4 separate regions of the Mus musculus genome follow, and all the other regions are linked to region 2. The links are chromatin contacts, called in public HiChIP or PLAC-seq and promoter capture Hi-C maps. All regions are on one chromosome and are shown on one strand. Each heading gives the region's core, a stretch centred on a gene start, on an enhancer-like site or on the middle of the called end of the contact. The rest is flanking DNA. Distances are from core to core; before and after follow the strand shown.

Region 1 (3,304 bases), core at 284-2,783, 360 kb before region 2:
GGTTATATTAATATCACAAGCTAACTGATGCTAATGATTTAATAGATGGAGAAGCCTAACCAAACTTTTGGGTTCACCGGTCTTAGGAAAGCCAGGTCACGAGAGTGGTGGGTGAGCTGCTAGTCTGTTTCTAAATAGCATCGTGATGAGGACTTAGCCTACCCTGAGCACTGAGCAGAGGATATGGTAGGTAGGATATGACATACCTTGCCATCCATATACTCCAGCCATTGGAGCCCCAAATTGGTGACAATTCTGGGGGTGCCGTCATCCACCGGGAGAATGTCCACATGGAACTGCTGAGGGGCTGCTGTCATGATCTGCAGGGGGAGAGAAGAGCACTCATCCTTGATGCTGGAGTTTCCCAAACACTGTACCTAAATGTTGCAATTTCCAAACTCTGTGCACATGTCAGAGACAGAGCACAGCTAGCTTTCACCTCTTATCACAACTGCCATTAGACCTCAGGGAGAAGTGACTGACAGGGTGAGTCTAACATGTGCACAGAAACAAAAAGCAAGGATATCTCTGCTCAGCCTCATCTACTGTAGATGTTGGCTTTTACGTGTGTGTGTGTGTGTGTATACACACGTGCATTTGTGTATACTTGTGAGTGCATGCCTTTGTGACTGCATATGTGTGTGCATGTGAATGAGTGCAGCAAGTATGTTTGTGTGTATGTATGTGTGCTTCTTGTATGTGCATGTGTTAATATGGCATCATGCAACATTATTTAGGTTGGCCTTGAGTTTCTGAGCTCAAGTAACCCTCCTGCCTCAATCCCCATAGTCAACGGGACTACCAATATTGTGCTTGGGTACACTTAAGTCTTCTTTAGTGGATGTCACAATGGTTAGATTTAAAACAATAAATATGTTTTCTCTCATGTCAGGTTCTATATTTTAAATTATGTAACTGACAGGGAAGTAGAAAGGGGACCATGAGAGGACAAAAATAGGTCTAAAGGGAGGGGCATCAAGAGGGGATGCTGCAATACACGTCAGTCACATGAAAGCAGAAGGTGGTACCTTTGGGGAAGAAGGGACCTCCAAGAGAGGAAGCCAGGCAGGCCAGTGGGGAGTATGAAAAAGAACAAAGTGGAAAGACATACATATATGAAAAATGCTGGAAACCAATTACCCTGTACACTAATTTTAAAAATTAACTACAAAAAGAAACAACCTTGCCTAAGATGAAACAATACACAGCTACTTTTTCTCTCAGTATCTTGTGTTAAAGTTTTCATGAGAGGCTGGCAAGCAGCATCATTAAAATGTTAATGCTGAAGGCTCCAGGTGGGGTCAGCTCAGACAGGGAGGGAAGCTTCTAAGCACAAAGGGTTTTCCTTTTCTTTTCTTTGCCTGGTTTTGTTCTTGTTTGCTTTAAGGACAGTGCTCTCTCTGTGGGTAAGAGGCACAAGAAGAAAAGCAGTTATGGGAATGAATGGTGGAAGGGATTTTACATTTTAATTCTATCCCCAGAGAAAGAGAGACCAGTCTTTAGACAGTATACATGCATCGTGGCTTGTTGTGAGTGTGTATCAGCTGCAACACAGGGCAGTGAGCTACTTACTAGCTTTTTGTCTCTCTCAACCCACCTTCTACACAATCTCCATTTCTTAAAGTGACAGGGTTCCTCAGAAGGCTTGCTCTGACCACTAGGTTTTTAAGAAGGTATCCATTGCTGACATATTTTGATTTATGTTTCTCCTTTGAAAGTCAAGCTAATCAGAAGCAGCTACAGTGGGAAAAGGACAAAGTGATAGCCTGCCCGGCGTCGCCACCGAACAGATAGAGCAGATGCACGCAGGGCAGAGGAATCCCAAAAGCCACTGCAGATGTGATGAGCAGCCCAGGATGGCCTTCTGGGTCTCTGAAGGACACAGGCTGATGTCCTTTCCAGGAGTGTAATCGTCTCCCACCAGTGAAGGACAGAAACTCACCAGGAGCGAGAAAGACCCTTTCTGTCCTGGAGGAACAGCAGGCTCTGTGCACACCGTTCTCCAACACTGCTTCTGTGGAGCTGGACATAGGTGTGTAGGGTGTTGGGGTGTCCCCAGCCCACCCTCTACCAGAGATGCAGTGACTCCAGGGGGAGTTCATGGAATGGCAAGTTCTGTTAATGAACAAAGTACTGAGCAAATGGTACACAAGGCGGTGGGTAAGGAGTTCACACATACGTCACTTGTGTGTGTGTGTGTGTGTGTGTGTGTGTGTGTGTGTGTGTGTGCATGTAGAGCCAGAAGTCAACCTCAGGTATTGTTCTTCAGTAGCTAACCTGGGGATTGCTCATTAGATTAGGCTGGCTCTAGAGATGAGCCTGTCTCTGTCTCCCCAGTGCTGGAACTACAAGCACACCCCACCATGCTAAGCTTTACTCATTGGTTCTGGAGACTGAAGACAGGTGCTCAAAACCACACAGCAAAGGCTTTCAAACTCAAATCATCTCCCCAGCTCCCTTTCCCTCAATCTTGGAAAGAGAAAACCTGGGAAGTCGCTCAACCTCAATAGCAAGGCATCTTATAGGATACACAGGCTGATCCTAAAATGGTAATGATGAAGATGAATGTAGACATTCTCTGATGTTTCTGTGGGTCTGCCATGGGACAGAGGACCTCATGAACTTAGGAGAGGAGGAACTACCTCCATTTCATAGATAGGGAAGCTGAGGCTTTCAAAGGAACATGACTTACAAAGACACTCAGCCAAGTGGCAGAGCCAGGACTAAAACTGGTAAAAATCCTCTTGAGAGCGAGAAACTCTCAGTGACTGGTTGGAATGAGGAGTCTTAGAACACACACACACACACACACACACACACATGGGGAGAGGAGGAGAGGGAGGGGGAGGGGAGAGGAGAGAGGGGGGAGAGAGAGAGAGAGAGAGAGAGAGAGAGAGAGAGAGAGAGAGAGAGAGAGAATAGAGCCATGTGACATAGAAATATCATATGGAAGAAAAACTCAAAAATAAAGAGTAACATTGGTGACCATCACTCTGTCTTACTGGGGCTCACTAGCAGTCACTCTATCAGAACTGTCCCCTTTGGTGTTTAGATAAGGCACTAGAAGCCTCAATTATTGTGCCATTGTCTTGAAAAACCAAGACCTAAGAGAAATGACTTGTCCAGGGACAGTGTAGTTAATTTTAGCAGAGTAAGAACTCAGTACTGTGCTGTGTGCAACCATCCCCATGTGGCCTCTGACTGCTTTGCCAGGCCTCCTCAGCACCGGCCCTCACCTCTTCTCCTCCCTCCTCAATGATAAAGAAGGGGTTGGTCCCATCAGAAACGGTGAAGGTAAATCGGT
Region 2 (3,106 bases), core at 331-2,830:
ACTCAAGTCTCCTTTCTCTCCCCAAGCTCTTGAAGAAGTGGACTGGAACACCCCCCCCCCCCCCGCGCGCGCGCGCAATGAAAACCTAGGGAGAAGAGAAGTGCATACATGCTCTTTGACCACTTTTTGTTCCTTGAGAAGCAGGCAGCCTCGTGCTCTCGCTCCCGAGTAAAATTTATTTCATTACAACTGAAATCTCAACATCCAGAATACTACTTATAAAATCTTAAGTGGTCTTTAAGGGGAGGGGGGGCGAGTTACTGGGGCGAGGAAAGCAAAATAGAACAGTGGAGCTTGGGTGAGGATTTTATTCCACAAAAGTGAGAGCAACTGCTCGCTTCTCACCTAGGTTCCGAGTAGTTGCTTTTCCTTGAGGAGTAGGGTAGAAGTGGAAGGAAGATTCATCCGGGTTCAGAAATATCACCTCAAAAGGCCACCCACCCGCAAAAAGCAAAGAGGAGGCCGTGGCCGGGCTGAGGTTTGACCGCAAGAGAAACCAGGAGTGGGGATTTCAGCTGAAAAGGAAATCCACTCCGTGTCCACCTATCGCCTCAAATCAAAACTTCCACCCAACAACCCACAGCACTAAACCCGGCTGAGTGTCTTAAACTGCACAGTCGAACTCACACGGGGTTCCGCTCTTTTTTACCTTCACAATTAGGCAATACTGCAAATTCCGCCAGCGCTAGGGCCACCCCGAGCCACGCTTTGAGGACACCCATCGCCGCCGCGGCACTCTCGCAGGAAGATCCCAGCCTTCAGCATCCAAGAACCTGCTCTCTGCCAAACCTCAGGCTGTGGCGCCGGCGCCGGGAACCGGGACGCACAGACACTGGGGAAGCGCTGGCTGCTGGGCCGGGAGCCGAGGTTGGCCGGGTGGACCGCAGAAGGATGCGGCCGACAGTAACACTCAGTCAGCCCCGAGGCTCACTGGGTTCTCCAGCAGAGCGGCCACCAACGTGAGCCGAGGCTGCGAGGAGGAGGCAAAGCTCAGATCGCCGCCAAGACTAGCAGGAAAGTTGCAGGTCAGCGGCTGCTGGGATTCCGCAGCATTGCCTCGGGCTAGACCAGTTCCTCCGGAGGTCCCCAACTGGCGAGCTGCAGGAGCAGGTTCCTCCTCGGCAGCTTTTCAAAGTTCTCTCGGCACGCCCCCGTCTGTCCGTGTAGCATCGGCCGAGGCGGGTCCCCGCGAACACGCCGGGCCGGGCTACAGCAGCGCTCGGGGAGCTGGGCGGTGCAGGGCCGCTGGTTGCAAACTTTGTGCGGCCCTGCAGGAGCTCCGGGACTCGGGGGCGCTGCAGCCGCACCGCACCACGCCGCCCGGCTGCTGCAGGCGCTTCCAGAGCTCCGCGCGGAAGGCGGCGCGGGGGGCGCTGCTGCCACTTTCTCGCGCCCGCCCCTCGCCGAGAGGAGGAGGGCAGAGGGGCGCGGCTTGCTCCACACCGACGCCCACCTCCCCGCACCGTGCACCCCGAGCTGCGCTGCAGGGCGGAGGTGCGATTACCCAAGTGGAGGTGGAGCCATAATTGTAGATGCAAGGAGGAAAGAGAGAGGCTGGAAAAGACCCCTCCGAACTCAATGCTCCCCAGATGAGGGGCCTGGAAACGCACAGGATAAGTCCCCGAGTGGATCCTCGCATTTAAAGCACGCACGCTCCGCCTTCCTCAGCCTCTCTCGCCTCCTTCCTCTCTCCTTTGCTGGGTGTGAAAATGGACTCAGAGACTACGAGCTTTGGCAAAGATTCCAGAGAGTCACGTGGGGAAGGGGAGCCGCGGTGAGGGGGTGGGGGAAGGCGAGAGAGCAACCTGATCCCCTTATTCATCCTGCAGGAGTTGCATTGGCTTTGTCTGAGGCGGGATCAAAAGTGGTCACACCGAGGGCGGGTGGAAACAGGAGGTTAGGTCTCCATTCAGACACTGTTGAGGGTACCACAGGAGAGGCTAGTTGGGGACAGGGTGCTCACACCCAAGTCCTAACTGCTACTTCTCCACCTCTCGTCATGCCCACTGCTGCTGAACACAGAGCCTGAAGCAGAGCTGACTGGCCATCTTCGCATTTTGGACCCTCAGGGGTTTTCCCTGCAACCTAGCAGTCTTGGGGCACGTGTGTTCTAGGTTGAGATTCCCACGGTGAGTGCACCTTTACAGCTTCCTAAAAGATGAAAACACCACACAGTCTGGGTGAGTCCAGCTGCGCCTCCAAATGTCAAAGACTGGGAAGCCAATGTCAGGGCAAAAGCATCCTGGTGTGCACACTGGAGGTAGTTGAGGGATAGGGTGGGGTCTGGTTTCCAGCCAGTACTGAGTGATAGCTATTTTTAGAGGACTAAATAAAAATAGCTGGTCCAGGTTTGATCATTTTGTAACTGGGGATGGTTACACGGGAGAGATACAGACTGGGTTTCGAAGGCCAGACAGAAAAGATTCTCTGTCTTGGCAGAGCTGTGACAGCTAGACTGTCCAGAAAGGAGTTTGAAGTGGCAGTGAACACCGAGCTATTCAGGGTGGTGGGCAGGGATCTTAGTAGACTCCAATATTGCTGACGATCATAGGGAAGGCCCATGTTCTAAAGCATGCCAGTAGTACTTGAATTCCTTGCTTTTTAGAATAAGAGGATGAAATGAAACTGAAGGGTCCCTGTAACTATCACCACTTAGGCACCGAAACATTTGATTAACCTGGGTGTGGCTGTTGAGTATTCAAAGGACTTAGGAATCGCCCAGCAATTCCTCGATGCCTCCCAGAGCCGTTGTGGGGACAGAGCGGTTTTATCTCTGTATTTGAAGCACATATGGGGACTCTGTAAACATTAGTTGAAAGAATGAACTGAATCAAGCCAGTAATCATCACCGCCAGAGTTCAGCCACAGCTTGGATGGAACCTGAGTCCTCCCTCCTCCCACTTCCCCCTCTTCCTCTAGAAACTATTTTCTCAGACCAATGGAAAGTACTGTCCAAATTCAGGTGGATACACCCTAACAATTCCTAACCCCTCCTAAACACTTTTTCTGTAGCCACCACTGACTAGGAGTAACTTAAGACAGCTGGTTTCCCTAGAATAAACTATTTGACTTCATTTTTAAGAAAGCATAGAACTGTGGCACCCAA
Region 3 (3,023 bases), core at 158-2,657, 270 kb before region 2:
GATGCTGTTTAGGGAGACGAAGAGCACAGGTTCCTCTGGGTTACCATGCCTTCTCTGTCTCTTACCAACTGTGACCCTGAACTGTCTTTTACAGTCTGGGTTCTTGTCTTAATAATAAGGGTAGAAATAGCGCCTAATACAGACGGTAGTCTGGAGGAATACAAGCATTACAGTCTGAAGTGTCAGGCACACAAGGAGGGCTCACTGTTCTTCCATACCATAGCATTATTACTGTGAGAGCTGTGTCACCCGAGAATGAGAATAGTGACGGTAAGTATTAACCTCACTCAGAGAGCTAGCTCTTAAAAGTACCTTAGGGCTTTCTTCTTCTTTTGATCAAGTTGATAACCTTTGAAAGACAGAGTGCTCCACGTCCACTTGTCCTGCTTCCTAGGCTGGGATTTATTATGGTAGAGCTATGTAGCACAGGGCTAGGGCTTTAAACTTGAATCAGAGATCTAGGGCGCAATGTGCTGCCTTAACTCTTCAAAGCTGCCTTGATTTTCATGCTTACAGAACAGGATACTCTCTATCTACCATGTCTTTGTTTCACAACGTCATTGTGGATATTAAATGGGACATTAGAGATGAAAACAATCTAGGGACATATAAAACTCAAGGGAGTTTTTCCCCAAGCACTCAGAAAAGACCCCATGTTACCTGTGCACTATTATTCTACATCAAGTATTCTTCCTAGTGGATGCGCCAGGCAACAGGTTTCAATAGAAGTGACAGCAGGTAGGAATTCTTCTGAGATGATTCCATAGGCAAGGTTAAGACTTTGGGCTTAACTTCAGTCTAGTAGTAAAAGCACCAGTATTTCTCACTAACCGATTGCCCAAATCCTATTCCTTAAGGATATAATATCAATACTGGGGTCATGAGCGATTTAGTCTACATACTGAACGTTCTACATCCACACCAATATAGCTGATCCACTTTTAATGGGTACTTCACAGGCATTCAATATAAGCTTTGCATTCCATAAAATGCTGGCTTCATTTCTACAAAGACCTTTAGGAACAATATTGATTCGTACAAGAGAATTATCAGTCTGGCTTCCTGTATTCTATTTAACCAGCATTTGGCATAAGTACATAGGAAGCAATCAATGACTTAGGCCAAGCTCATTGGCTTTTATTCTGCTTCTATGTCAGATGGTCTTGGTTACATGAGAATCAGTGCAGACGACTTGCTGGCTGGCCCAAGTTCTTCCCAAAGCACTCAGCAAAGACCCAGCTCACCTATGCATCTGTGCTTGGCATGATCTGCAAAGTATCCTTTCCCACATTCTTGGACACACTGGGCTTGGAAGAGGAGAAAGGGCTCTTCACAGCGTGTGCACTCATGGGGACCCTGGCACTCAACACAGTGGCTGTCACAGCCTGAAAGACAAAAGTCAAGTCAACAGGCATCTATGCGGGTTTTCCAAGTGGACTCTGGGCACTTATGGCAAAGGTCATGAAGCAATGGGACCCATACGCTGGGCAAAGTGTGTCAACAAGAGTGACAGAGCCCGGCTCCTGGTTGTGTCAGTGGAGGTCTCAGGGCTAGCCTCTCTACCATGCCCTTCCTATATCTCAGAAGTGAGAATAACATCCCGAACTCCTCCCATGGAATTTGTATCAGATTATAGAAAATACTAGACAAACACAAAAATAATTAGCAGATATTTATTTTTATTGTAATTAATTATCAGTCTTTCTGGTGGTTCAAATTTCTAGGTATACAGAGCTTCCCATCTTGAGAATAGGATTGTTAAATGTTTAAGGAAATCTAAAATTAATGGTTCAGAGAAATGTTTGTGTGGCCACTTAACTATATGGTTGTCATACTGCTAGCAGATTTTAGCTTGTGTTCTACTAAGGCATGGGAAAAGGAAAAAGGAAATTGTCACTGATAGCAGAGACATTGCTGAAGAAGGAAACCAGGAGGTGTAGAAAAGCCAGAAGAATACCTTGCCGGCTCCTTAAAAGCCTGAGGCTGACACTTACGCTTGCAGGAGCCGGAGTCCCGGTAGTGTTGTGGTGAGCACTGCTCCACACACACACCATCCTGGAGAACATAGCCGTCCATGCACTGCAGACAGTCTGTTCGAAGAGGCCCAGTACAGGCGTTGCAACTCCAGTCACACTCTAGAAAGAAAGCCTATGTTAGAGCAGCTTCTATTCTGTCTCCCATCAGTCCTAGCAAACTATTAGGAGGCCACTTGTCTGTAGCTGTAAGAGGTAAAGTAGGGACAACACAGAGATGTCAGATGAGCGAGCTGTAACGAGGCCCCGGCTTGTAGGCCTTTAAATGCTTCTCGAGGTTTAGCATTTCCTAATTGTGTCAGACACAGGCATGCACAAGGAACAGTTCAAGCCTGTGCAGAGCCTACTTGTCAACAGGGCTTCTGTAGAGCCGGATCCACCTGGCTTTATTCCATAGGCACCTGAGTACTTCAGCCTTGGGCCACCCTAGTTCTTTATGCCAGACCACTCCCAGGGAGCAGGCTTGCCCCACAGACCTATCCCTGACCTCCTCCAAATACTCAGAGACATCAGAGACATAGCTAAGAATTCTGCTGCTGCCATGACACCAGACCCATTGAAAGCCTAATGGAGACAGTGTGGTAGAAAGAACAAACGAGGTATAAAGGGACTCTCCAGAAAGAAGGGGATTAGTGCACGATGGAAGACCTCATTTAGGGCAGAACAAACTAGTTTGAATGCTTCTCTGTTCAACAAGCGCCTGTAAGGGCACAGTTCACTGCATGGGGAGAACATAAAAGTGAGACAAGGAGTTTCTGCTGCAGTAAGACCAGTCTAGGATGTGGACCTCAGCAGTCCAGGGACATTGTTAAAACATACTTATCAGGCTCAGCATTGAGTCAGGAGTCCTGGGGGCTGGGGCACAGAGAAGCAAGCTACTGCCCTCACTGGTAGTCTTGCTGTTATAATCATGATCATGTTTGTAGCTGGAGGTTTTGATGTCCCCGGAAACACTGATCCAATTAGAGAGCTCATGTTTGAGAGGCAATG
Region 4 (3,363 bases), core at 504-3,003, 340 kb before region 2:
CTGTTCCTCAGAGGCCCCAGGAAGGGGCCAGTCCTGGATTTTTATCTTTGCTGGTTATGTAAAAGAAGGACAGAAGCTCCACAGTGAACACTGTGGGAATGGAAGACCCCCACATCTGCTGTTCTCTATTAGCACACCTGATACTCCTTACCTAAAACACCGATGGAAAATGACTGGTCAGCCAACTTATTGCCTTCCCCATCAACCACATCAAATTTAAAAGCAAAGCTCCCACCAGGTTCTCCTGGTCCATGGCTGTATTCTATCTGCCCTATAAAATAGAGAAGGAAGGAAGAAAAAACCCAGATTAGTTATAAGTACCTTTAGCTACTCATTTCTGAATCGAGAGGTAGAATACTTCAATTGGTATTCACACCGAGGAATCAATTCACACCTTCCTTACCTAGGTGCCATTTTTGACATTTTAATCTAAAGTCTCATTCCCTCTCTTTCCTCTCCTACCACCAACTTCCTTATACCTTAAAGGCTCCTCATAACAAATTTCCTCCACATGACATTTCCTCTGGTAGGGCTCAGCTATTCTGAAGTCTTTAGCTTGGCTTCTGAGGTGGTCTCATGAGTACCTAGGTAAATGAGGCTGCATATGGGCACACGGCACTGACCCCAGCCACATCATTTGGAGCCACCCTCCAATAAATCCACATCACAAGGCAAGAGAGGGCAGGCCTGCAGCCCACCTCTCCAGGGATCTTCCATTCCCACTGCCTGGAGCATGGGCTGTATCCAACCAATAGATAAGCTAGCACATAATCTACACAAAGAGGTCAGGAAGGATCCAAAGGAAGAATGACAGGGCATCCCATTTTGCTGACATACATCATGTGCCTGGACCCATCAGTGTGAACAGAACCAAGCCCTGCAAAGGACTGCCTGCCCTCATTTTTCACAAGGGGACACTGAGGAATGCAAGAATTAAATAACTATGCCATCCTGTTGTCTACTGCACCTCCTTGCCGACCCACAGATCCAGTGAGCATCTAGCTGCTCTCAGTTTAGGTGTGTCAGTACTTTGTCAGAGCCCATACTTCTTCTCCTGGGGCCATATTTCTCCCTCTAGAAGGAATTGCACTGGGTCACATGGCTTTGAGCCATTTCTCCTCCCATCTATGATGTTTTTTCCTTTTCTACCCCCGAAAGCACTGTACAGTAGCTATGTAGCACTCAACATTTATGTCTTTGCGTTACATCAGCATTTTCTGAAGGAGGGATGAGGCATGTAATCTCCCCTAGGCAGCTCCGATTTATGCTCTTCCATTTAACCTAGTTCATTAACTGGTGCTCTTGGGGAGCCGGGCAGAGATATAAATTGCTCACCTAAGGAAGGCATAATTTTCACCATCATCCATCCCAACACACTTCCTTTTGTTTTTTCTCTCTCACACATCCTTTTAGCAACACAGCATTCAATCTGACACTTCCCCCCCCTTTACAATAGACACAGATTTCTCAGAAAATACATTTCTCTGGCCTAGAAAAATAATCCCCTCTCCATTTTTTAAAACAAAAGAGAGACAAAGAAAAATAAATGAAGCTATAACTCAGCTCGCATTGAAAACAAAGAAAGCACAGGCTCCTGCCACAGGCTTGCCAGGCACTTAGCTCCCACTTTGTTATAGCAGACAGACTTTGGGAAGCTTCGACAGGCTGAGAGAACAGGCTGACCTTGGCTAACGTCTGCCTGGGTGAAGCTCCGGATGGGGCCTCTAACAGAGATTTGCTCTAGGTTGTCAGCCTTAGCCATCAGCAGACGCCCTGCACCAGGGTCTTCCTTCATGATGTATACAACCTGGCCGGCCTCAGAGTCAGTGTCTGTTGCTTTCAAGTGCTGCTCTGTGATGCGTGCTACGGACCCTGGGAGAGAGCGGAAGAGAGAAAGGTCATTCTCCATCTTTCCTTCAAACGGGACACTAAGTGACACACATTACTCCAGAGTACATACCAGGCATTTTTCTGCTTCCATTTCCAGCTGAGTAAACACTAATTTCCCCAAAAGAAAATCATGTAGAACTATGCTCTTTGCTCGTGTCCTCTTTACTCTTGCTCATGCCCTTATAGTAGCCTCCACGTGGAACCTAGCAACAACAGCTACTTCTATGAAGCACATACATCTAGGCCTTGCATTTAAGAAACCTGCTTCAATTTGATTTATTTGCTGTCTGGAGAATAACGAAATCAGCAAGCACCAGCTGTACCTGAGCTCATGAGCATCTCTCATTGTCATCTTGGACTAAACTGTCAAAATCAGTGTTCCTCAAGTCGGAAGGTAAACTGAGCAGAGGGGTCAGGTTTAGGGTCTGTGTGGAGACTGGGGACAGAGGCAAGACACCCACCATGGGAACACTTCTCAGAACCCTGCCCTTAGCTTCCTGCCCAGCTACATTCCTGTCTTAAAAACAGCAAATACCAGTGATGTCAACATTCAACATCCATGCCATACATGTCTTGGTGTTTGGAATGACACTGCCCCTTCTCCCAAAAATGTGACCTTTCACACTCTACCCAGACCACCCAGTAAGTAGCCTTGAGGGACAAGACAATGTCTTCCTCCAGACAAAGATCTGACTGACTCGGTGCTTGACACGATATGCTATATCCCAAGCGCAAAGTTCCTCATGTGTCATGTATCCCAGTGCATGTGATGTCACCCCTGCTGTCCCTCTGCAATACACCACAAGGCTTAGAGGACAGAGTGATTTGAAGTTCGATATAAAAAAAAAAACCAATCATGTCTTCTCCAAGAGCCCATGAAACAATAACAGACTACTTTGCTTGTAAGTAGCAAAATGCCAATTTATAGAGGCTTTGGTAACTCTCAAAACTGCAGACTTTATTATACCACGTGCTTATTTTTCAATACAAAACATATGGGAAACTAAAATAAACAACTACAGAGTTCTGGTGCACAGAAACTCTAGTCAAAGGCCCACTCACTGTTAACTTCCTACAGTATAGCATATCCAAGACTAATATCTATCATTGCGCCTTTAAGGCTACTAAAACACAGCAAAAGTCTGACAGTTTGATGCCAGAATGGCATACAAAGTGATTGTCAATTATTTGCATAACCTCTTAACTCCAAGTAGCCTCCCAACTGCTCTTCTGTGCCTTTTCAATTTTCTTAAAAATTAAAGTCTTAAAAAATCTTGCCAGGGTTCTTTTGTTGTAGGTTTCTATGCTGCAGGCTGGACAGAGGCACGGTCACAGGAGACCTGGCTCTAAGCTGAACTTTATGATTTTAAGGCTACTGAAAATATTATGGACACATCATAAAACATTCTCAAATTCACTGGCAGAGGTGTATTGCCTGGAGAATTTCCTTGGTTCATATTTCTAACTCACATC

The links. Promoter capture Hi-C pulls out the DNA fragments that hold promoters and counts their contacts. HiChIP or PLAC-seq counts read pairs in DNA pulled down with a chosen protein or histone mark.
Region 1: a contact with region 2 is called in a promoter capture Hi-C map of neural stem cells. The contact joins the enhancer-like site here to the promoter of Fras1 in region 2. A contact is called at or near these places in 11 of 39 promoter capture datasets (the 3T3-L1 cell line, the C10 cell line, cranial neural crest and 6 more), 12 of 115 datasets of contacts at active chromatin or transcription factors (craniofacial prominence, embryonic basal ganglia, embryonic forebrain and 7 more) and 3 of 9 other capture datasets (adipose tissue, embryonic stem cells and macrophages).
Region 3: a contact with region 2 is called in a promoter capture Hi-C map of liver. The contact joins the enhancer-like site here to the promoter of Fras1 in region 2. A contact is called at or near these places in 12 of 39 promoter capture datasets (the 3T3-L1 cell line, 3T3-L1-derived adipocytes, the C10 cell line and 8 more), 1 of 484 Hi-C or Micro-C datasets (nephron progenitors), 9 of 115 datasets of contacts at active chromatin or transcription factors (astrocytes, embryonic basal ganglia, embryonic forebrain and 4 more) and 1 of 9 other capture datasets (pancreatic islet).
Region 4: a contact with region 2 is called in an H3K4me3 HiChIP or PLAC-seq map of neural tube, with 4 times the contacts expected there. The contact joins the enhancer-like site here to the promoter of Fras1 in region 2. A contact is called at or near these places in 13 of 39 promoter capture datasets (the 3T3-L1 cell line, 3T3-L1-derived adipocytes, the C10 cell line and 7 more), 1 of 484 Hi-C or Micro-C datasets (cerebral cortex), 11 of 115 datasets of contacts at active chromatin or transcription factors (craniofacial prominence, embryonic basal ganglia, embryonic forebrain and 8 more) and 4 of 9 other capture datasets (adipose tissue, embryonic stem cells, macrophages and 1 more).

What each region holds. Positions count from the first base shown.
Region 1 is chr5:96,728,605-96,731,908 of GRCm38.p6, reverse strand. Fras1 (Fraser extracellular matrix complex subunit 1) reads right to left here. Exons shown (of 74, transcript NM_175473.3): 50 at 3,237-3,304; 51 at 207-320. Gm32995 (a long non-coding RNA gene) reads left to right here. Exons shown (of 6, transcript XR_389342.3): 6 at 1,719-2,814. Among named protein-coding and RNA genes, the nearest start is that of Gm32995, 9.0 kb to the left of the region's middle. Within about 2 kb of position 1,533, at least 2 of the 459 cell types and tissues checked have an H3K27ac peak or open chromatin away from gene starts, as enhancers often do. A contact at or near this core is called in neural stem cells, where this site is marked.
Region 2 is chr5:96,372,429-96,375,534 of GRCm38.p6, reverse strand. Fras1 (Fraser extracellular matrix complex subunit 1) reads right to left here and starts at 1,580. Exons shown (of 74, transcript NM_175473.3): 1 at 650-1,580. The coding sequence starts at 722.
Region 3 is chr5:96,644,190-96,647,212 of GRCm38.p6, reverse strand. Fras1 (Fraser extracellular matrix complex subunit 1) reads right to left here. Exons shown (of 74, transcript NM_175473.3): 24 at 1,995-2,135; 25 at 1,245-1,385. Among named protein-coding and RNA genes, the nearest start is that of Gm52781, 62 kb to the left of the region's middle. Within about 2 kb of position 1,407, at least 2 of the 459 cell types and tissues checked have an H3K27ac peak or open chromatin away from gene starts, as enhancers often do. A contact at or near this core is called in liver, where this site is marked.
Region 4 is chr5:96,710,886-96,714,248 of GRCm38.p6, reverse strand. It overlaps Fras1 (Fraser extracellular matrix complex subunit 1), which reads right to left. Exons shown (of 74, transcript NM_175473.3): 45 at 1,684-1,872; 46 at 152-271. Among named protein-coding and RNA genes, the nearest start is that of Gm52781, 5.2 kb to the right of the region's middle. Within about 2 kb of position 1,753, at least 8 of the 459 cell types and tissues checked have an H3K27ac peak or open chromatin away from gene starts, as enhancers often do. A contact at or near this core is called in neural tube, where this site is marked.